Linked DNA regions of Columba livia: region 1 is linked to region 2. Evidence: chromatin contacts called from public Hi-C data. All regions are on one chromosome and are shown on one strand. The core of a region is the stretch at or near the end of the contact, and the rest is flanking DNA. Distances in the headings are between cores, read along the strand shown. Region 1 holds the start of CARMIL1 (capping protein regulator and myosin 1 linker 1). Region 2 holds the start of BLOC1S4 (biogenesis of lysosomal organelles complex 1 subunit 4).

Region 1 (3,704 bases), core at 374-2,873, 360 kb before region 2:
TAAAGGATGCCCTTATTTGATACATGTAAACAGCAAACTGAAAAGAGAGCATATTGTAGTAATTTTTTTAGTAATCCTGTCTATATTGGTAAAATAATCTCTGACATTATTTAGAGAGCTGGTTGGTGCCATAGGGAATCATAATAAAACTGTTTGACAAGTCACGCCAATTTCAAACTGCTCATCATGTTTCTTCTGAAGACCAGGGTACACAGCAGTCCCTGGGAAACAGAGTGTGGCAGTATGGTATTGTACCAGCAAAAAACCCTGTTCTTGGATGAATGCTGTTGCTCTCACTGAATGCATTCCAGCTTTCCTGATCAGACATAGATGACTTGGATCTCCCAGATCCGTCACTCACTTGCAGAGTGCTTGAAATATGAGGTTTATGCAGTAATCCACCCCTTTAGGATGGAGGGCAGCCAATCACAGTCCTGCTGCAGTGAAAATGATCCTTTCACTGTAACTGTGTGTGCATCGCTACCAGAAGCAAAACGAAGGATTTCCAGAGCTGCTGAGCCTCTTCCTTCGGTCTCATCCAATAAGCACCTCTCTCCTTATTTTTATAGCTGTAGCTAGGCAGCTTGAGTACAGCGTTTCTATAATGTGGCTGTTACACATGACAAAAATTATCAGTGGCAACGTGCAACAAGCAAAACACTGCATCTTGTGGATTATTTTTTTTCCCCCTGGGAATGGAGGCATGTTCGGTTCCCTCCAACCTAGCAGAGGCTGAGAGACTTGCCTGTCTCTGCAGACGGAGTTTGCTAAGCGCTCCCTGGTGCGGGCGTTATCTCAGAACAGGTGCTGAAGTGGCTGCCGTCCCTATGGAGATAAGGTGGGGGAGTGCAGGAGAGGCAGATGAGCTGTGGATCAAAGGTCACGCTTTCCCACGGCTTGAAGTGATCTAGCCTGGGCAATCCATCCCCTTCCCAGGAGGCGAGGGCTGGCTTGACGCTGACAACCACTCCCTTCATCCCACACACCTTTTTTAACGACATGAACCCAGATGAGGACTCCCGCGGTGCCTCTGCGAAAGACACTGCTGAGAAGGGCCGGGGCTGCTACCAGAGGCACCGGTGGCGGCCGGGGCCTGCGGCGGCGGGAGGAATCCGGGGCGGCCGAGCCGCTCCACTCGCGGCCGCCGGCAGATGGCCCCCGCCGCCGCCCTCCGGCCCCGCCGCAGCGCCGGGGGCTGCCCGGGCGGAGGAGGGGCCGTGCTCGCCGCGCTGGATTTCCCAGCCCGCTGCCGTCCTCCTGCTCCCTCCCCGCGGCAGGGCGGGCGCGATGGCTCCCTGAGGGTGATGCCCCGGGCCGCCGCCGCCACCTTCTCTGCCGCCGGGTGCTGGGTGGGCGCGGGCGGGCGGCTCCCGGCGGCTCTCGCGAGGTGAGGAGGCCGGGCCGGGGTGAGGGCGCCAGCCCTCCCGGGGCGGGGGCAGTCTCCGCTACCGCCTCCTCCCGCCCGCGCCTCAGCCGCCGGTGCCGGGCGGGGGGGAGCCGGGCGGTGCGGAGGGGCCGGCCGTGTGCGGGGGAAGGAGGGAGCCGGCGCGGTGGCCGCCGTGAGCCCGGCCCGCCGCGCCTGACGGCTGCCCGCCGGCCATTCCTCCCCTGGAAATGCCCCTCCTGGCCGCACCGGCAGCCGGGGGCGTCATGTAGCGCAGAGGCAGCGGGCTCGGCGGGGCGGGAGAAGCCCCTTCCCTCCGTCCGCGTTCGCCGCACACACGCACGCAGCGCAGCGAGGCGCACGGCCGGCTCTTCTCCTCCCCCGCCCCGCTGGTTGCATGCCCGGCTCGCCGGGCGGAGGGACGGCGCGCCGCTGAAGCAGCCCAGACGCCGGGCAGCGCCACCATGGCCGAGGAGAGCTCCGATGTCCCCAAAGAGTTGATCGGTAAGGAGCGGGGCCTGGCGGCGGGGACGGGGGGAGTCCCGGGGAAAGGTGTTGCGAGATAAGGGTGGTGGTGGTGGGGGGGGGTTAAGTTTGGAGGCAGACGTGCGCGACCCCCGGCTGCAGCGCTGCCGGGGAGGTCGGGGGGGGGGGATTGCGGGGAGTCGGGGGCTGCTGCAAGGCGGGGGTGTGCTGTAGAGCCGGGGTGTTCCGTGGGGGTTGCCTGGGAGAGCCGAAGGGGCTGCGTGGGAGGTCGGGGGGAGACTCCGAGGACCCGGCGGGGGGCGGTGAGGCCGCTGCTGCGTGCGGGGAATGAGCTTGCGGGGGCTGCGGGCCTGCGGCGGGGAGCGGGGAGGGGGCGGCGGGCAGGGACTGGAAGCGTGTAACTCTCCTCGGGCAGCGCGGCGCTCCCCGGCGTGTCCGCCTTCCGGGGGGGGTCTGCGGGTGGGCAGGGCTCGGGGGGTCTTCGGGGAGCTGCGGGGTCTGGCAGACGCGCAGCGCAACTGCCCCGTGTCGCCCGTGCCGGGACAGCCGCACCGGGGCAGGTCCGCCTGGCGCCTCCGCCGGACGCCGCGGACTGGAGGCTCCGAGCATCGTTATTTATTTCCCCCTCTGGGCTTTGCGCGGTTTAAGACTCATTTTCTTATGTGTGTACGAGAGAGCGAGGGTATTTGTAATTAAAGTTTTACGGTCGCATGCACACAAACCCCTGTGTTCCATGGTAACGCTTAGGAAATCATAGGTGGTGGTAAGATCCCTGAAAATACTGTCGTCGCTACAGGGGAGCTTTCGGTAAATGGGTCATTAACACAGTAAGTTGGTAACCAGTGTCATTTGGGTCTGGTGCTCTAGGCCTGGTCCTCAGCCACCTCGCTCAGGCCAAACTTCCTTTGGTTTTAGTTGCAGTTTTGCCTGTTGAAGAGAGATCTAAGCATCTGACCAAAACGAGAATGGTTTATTGGAAAATGTTGCCTTAATAACAGATGGAAACAGAAATTTATCAGGCAACAAGGTACATATTGCATTGAATACAGTCCTTACAAACCTCTCGTAGTTCATTTACGCTGTTGCATTTCCTTCAGTTTCATCAGCCGGTGCTGTTGGTGGGATCTGGTTTTAACATTTGTAGCAATGTTGGTAAAAATCTGGATGGAAAGTTGCAGCTGTCACAGTTTTGTTGTGTGGGGTGGTTTTTTTTTTTTTCCTCTTTTCTCTCTCTCTTTTTTTTTTTTTTTTATGCACAGACAAAATAGCTCTATTTTGTAGTCTTTTCAATGTGCAGACCATGAGGTTTGCTTTAGTCTGTAGCTGACTACTGAGAAGCGATGAGCTGGGAAGTGTGCAAGGTAGGAGTAGCTATGGTCAAAACCATCAATTTTTTCTTTTTTAAAACAGACAGGGATGTTGAGGTGCTAATACATGGTACTGCTCAATGTGGATCTGCCCTGTACTCCTGTATTCCATGGGTGGGGCGTGGTGCATATTACAAGGAAGAGCAAAGTGAACATCTTCATGTATCCCATCATCTGGTGGCTTTGAACAACTTTAAGTATTACCACCCAGTCCTGATGCATTGCACCCACCCAGCTTGCTTTGACAAGGGGCCTGTGGATCTGTTGATGTAGAATGGTATGATTTCTAGCAGTATTTTGGTGCCTGCATGTTAAAATTTAACCTTTTAAATATGCTTTTTGTATTAACCCTGTGTTTTGAGAACAGGATTGAAAGGATGTGCCTTAGCACTTAGTGATTGGAGTGTGGAGATTAAACTGGGGGTAGGAGTGTTTGAGCTGCAGTTTTTCTGCTGTTACTCACTTCC
Region 2 (3,628 bases), core at 1,080-3,579:
GACAGGGCAGCCTGCAGCAAGGAACAGAAAACGACAATAAGGGCTTAAAACTGCGTTCAGCACCGTTACGTGTAAATGTATTCTTTTTCAATATTTATTAGATTATACCTCTCTTTCAAATTGTCTTTTCCTATCATCTCTGGGGTTTGTTTTTTTGTTTGTTTTTTGTTTTGATTAGTTGTTTGTTTTGTTTTTTCAATATCATGGATCATGTGAATTTTAGGAATGCAAGCAGGAAGGCAACCAAAGTGGAAGAGGGTTCTAGGACTGTCCCCTTCACCTCATAGCTGACACAAGTCCATGCTGTACCTTTGGGGCAACCTAAATCTGCAAGGTCTTCCCTCACAAAAGATCGGCTGATTCCTGTACAGAGGAGGGATGCTGACTGTCAAACCTAACTTAGAATAGTTCTGTTATTTTTGGACTCTTCTAGTAATAAAGCTTAATGTCTACACAGGATTTCTAGAAACTTTAAAGTAAACTGGATGTTTGCCATGGTCAGACGTCTCTACTGGATGCTGGCTAGTGGGTAACCAGTGACTGAGTCGATAACTGTCTGTAACTGTCTGCTTCTGAAAATGCCATGAATATACGAAAGCAGTCTAATCTAAAGTATTTTGTTACATCTGGATCAGTGTAAGGAACAAAATATAAATGTTTTACAATGTATTTTTCTACTTTTAGCTTGTGTCATTTTCTTTTTGTTTTTAACTTTGTAGTACATTAAAGATTTTTTTTATATGGTGGAATAGACATTTCTTAAATATATTGTATGGATATGAAAATTCAGAAGTCTTGGTTTGGAAAATTTACATTCCATTTTGGAATCTGTAATGGCTGGACAAAGGATGCCTGGACTAATTCATTGTCACTAATTTAGAATACCTGTGGAACAACCAGTCTTCTGCTCATTGTTAAATATATTTGGGACATTGAACTTAGTTTATTTCTTTTAGATTTGCTTTTAAAGTTTTATTTTAAAATTCTTTCACTTTAATTAAACCTCTTCTAGGTATCACAGCAGTTAGAGCTGTACTTACTTTTCTCAGCACAGTAAGAATAGAACATTGATCTTGTTCATCTTAAAACTGTGTTTGTACTTTGCCAAAGGTTTTCTTTTTTAAAAAAATATAATACTGGTGCAGTAAAAAAATTAAGAGCTGGAGGTGCTTCGGGCAATCAGACCATCTTATCAGGAAAACTCTGTTACACCTTAAATAAGACTACTTTTATGAACAATTGATTTGTCTGTCTGAAGTTACTCACTTTACCATATTTAACTGATGAAAATGTGACCTGTCTGCAATAAAAAGTGCACTGTCTTACTTCTACTGCTATATATCCTTTCACGTATCCTCAAGCACATCTTTCCTCGTGGAAACAAGATACCTGGTTTTGATGATTCCTGGAATACGTAACCATTTCAGTAATTGCTTTTACCTTGATTCCTCTGGTGGTTGTTAGTGATACCAAGTTTCTTTCGGTGTTTTTTCCCAGTGCTGCTTGCTGAAGGGTGCTGGTACACTGATTCCCATGGGAACCAAGAACCTTGCTGTGTTCCTCATGGCAAGGTTTGTTTCAAACCTCACGGCTTTGAGGCCTTGGGGTAGTTCTGTTCTCTGGCTTAGTGCACACATGTGCCCAGAGGCTGCTCCCTGTGACTGTCCAAATAAAGGGTGCTATACAAAATATACCAACTCTTCCAGCTGATCTCAGGAGGCAGGAAACATAAGCTGCATCTCGCACACCGGTGTCAAAGTATTGTATCCAAGATGAATTAGCCAAGTATTGATGTATCAGCTTCAGAGCTGATGTTTTGCAAAAGAACTTATAAGGCTTGCAAACATTTTGTGCTCATTTGCATCGACTAGGAAAACCAAAACACAGTAACTTATATTTTTGTATGCACCATATTGATAACTGAAGTCATCTTATCCTAGTTGTCATTTTAAGATGAGCTCCTTTCCCAATCCAGACCATTACCGGCCCAAACCTCTGTGTAGAAAGGAGCCTGAGCCCTTTGGGGTCTGAGACTTAAGTTGTCGAACGGGGCTTTTAACGCGGGTGGCTGAGGGAGCCCATTAGCCCCCTGTAGAGAGCAAATCCTCCTGCGGGAGCCGCGTTTCTGTCCATGGGGGGCAGTTCGGGGGCCGGTGAGAGGCAGCGGCCCCCGCGGCTCCTGCGGAGCCTGAGGCTCGCACAGGCACCGCCGATTCGCGCTCTCGTTCCCGGCGCGGCCGCTTCCCCGCTCCCGGTGCGCGGCGGCCCGCACAGGCCGCAGGCCCCGGCCGCTCCCCGCGCCGCTGTGGAGTCTGCGCCTGCGCCGGCCCCGCCCCGCTGCCGTGCGGCTGCGCTGGGGGGCGGGGGCAGGATGGCGGCGGCCGCGGGGGAGGTGAGCGGAGCCGAGCTGCCGGGCGGCTGTCGCGGCGCGGACAGCGGGAACGTGTCCCAGAGCCACAGCAGCGCCTCCGGCCTCGGGGAGCCCGACGATGAGGACGCCTTGGAGGCGTCGCTCAGCGCCACCGCCGCCGCCTATTCCGCCTACCTGCTCGCCGACCGCAGCCTCTTCAGCGAGGAGGTGAGGGGACGGGCGGCCTCCGCCTGCCGGGCTCCCCGGGGGCAAGGAGCGTCTCCCGGAGCGGCCCGGCCTCGGCTCCGGCGGCGGGTGTGCGGCGCAGGGAGCGAGGCTGCCCCGGGGGGGGCGGGTGGGACGGGGGAGGAGGTGTCGGAGCGGGCGGCGCTGCGGGTTTGTGCCGGTACACCCGTGTGTCCGATGGCACCTGCGCTGAGCGCAGCCAAGAGCAGGGAAAGCTGTGGGACTTCTGCTGAGCTGGTGTGAGTCTGGCTGATGTCTGTGCTCAGGGTCGTTTGGAAGAGTCTGTGTTTTTTGTTGTTTTTCGGGGTTTGTGTTTTGTTTTGTTTGTTTGTTTTTGGGAGGGTGGTATTTGTTTGTTTAGGGGTTTTATGTATATGTGTGTGTGTGTGTGTGTGTGTGTGTTCAAGAGACAGCCAACTGAACATGAGCCAGCAGTGTGCCCAGGTGGCCAGAAAGGCCAACAGCATCCTGGCTTGTATCAGGAATAGTGTGGCCAGCAGGGCTAGAGAAGTGATCGTCCTCCTGTACTCAGCACTGATGAGGCCCCACCTTGAATCCTGTGTTCAGTTTTGGGCCCCTCACTGCAAGAAAGACATTGAGGTGCTGGAGAGAGTGCAGGGGAGGGCAACGAAGCTGGTGAGGGGTCTGGAGCACAAGTCTGATGAGGAGCAGCTGAGGGAACTGGGGCTGTTTATCCTGGAGAAAAGGAGGATGAGGGGAGACCTGATCGCTGTCTGCAACTACCTGAAAGGAGGTTGTAGCATGGAGGGTGTTGGTCACTTTTCCCAAGTAGCAAGTCATACGACAAGAGGAAATGTCTTCAAGTTGCACCAGGGGAGGTTTAGGTTGGATATTGGGGAAAAAAATCTTCACAGAAGGGGTTGTCAGGCTCTGGAACAGGCTGCCTGGTGAAGTGGTGGAGTCACCATCCCTGGAGGTGTTCAAAAGCTGTTTAGATGAGGTTCTTAGGGACACGGTTTAGTGCTGCAGTTAGGTTATGGTTGGACTCGACGATCCTGGGGGTCTCTTCCA

Evidence for each region. A called contact is a pair of places that touch in the nucleus more often than the background predicts.
Region 1: a contact with region 2 is called in a Hi-C map of liver, with 4 times the contacts expected there. The contact joins the promoter of CARMIL1 here to the promoter of BLOC1S4 in region 2. A contact is called at or near these places in 2 of 2 Hi-C or Micro-C datasets (crop and liver).

What each region holds. Positions count from the first base shown.
Region 1 is chr2:99,708,065-99,711,768 of bColLiv1.pat.W.v2, reverse strand. CARMIL1 (capping protein regulator and myosin 1 linker 1) reads left to right here and starts at 1,623. Exons shown (of 36, transcript XM_065052981.1): 1 at 1,623-1,888. The coding sequence starts at 1,849.
Region 2 is chr2:99,347,718-99,351,345 of bColLiv1.pat.W.v2, reverse strand. BLOC1S4 (biogenesis of lysosomal organelles complex 1 subunit 4) reads left to right here and starts at 2,329. Exons shown (of 5, transcript XM_065052971.1): 1 at 2,329-2,578. The coding sequence starts at 2,372. PARD6G (par-6 family cell polarity regulator gamma) reads left to right here. Exons shown (of 3, transcript XM_065052970.1): 3 at 1-1,325.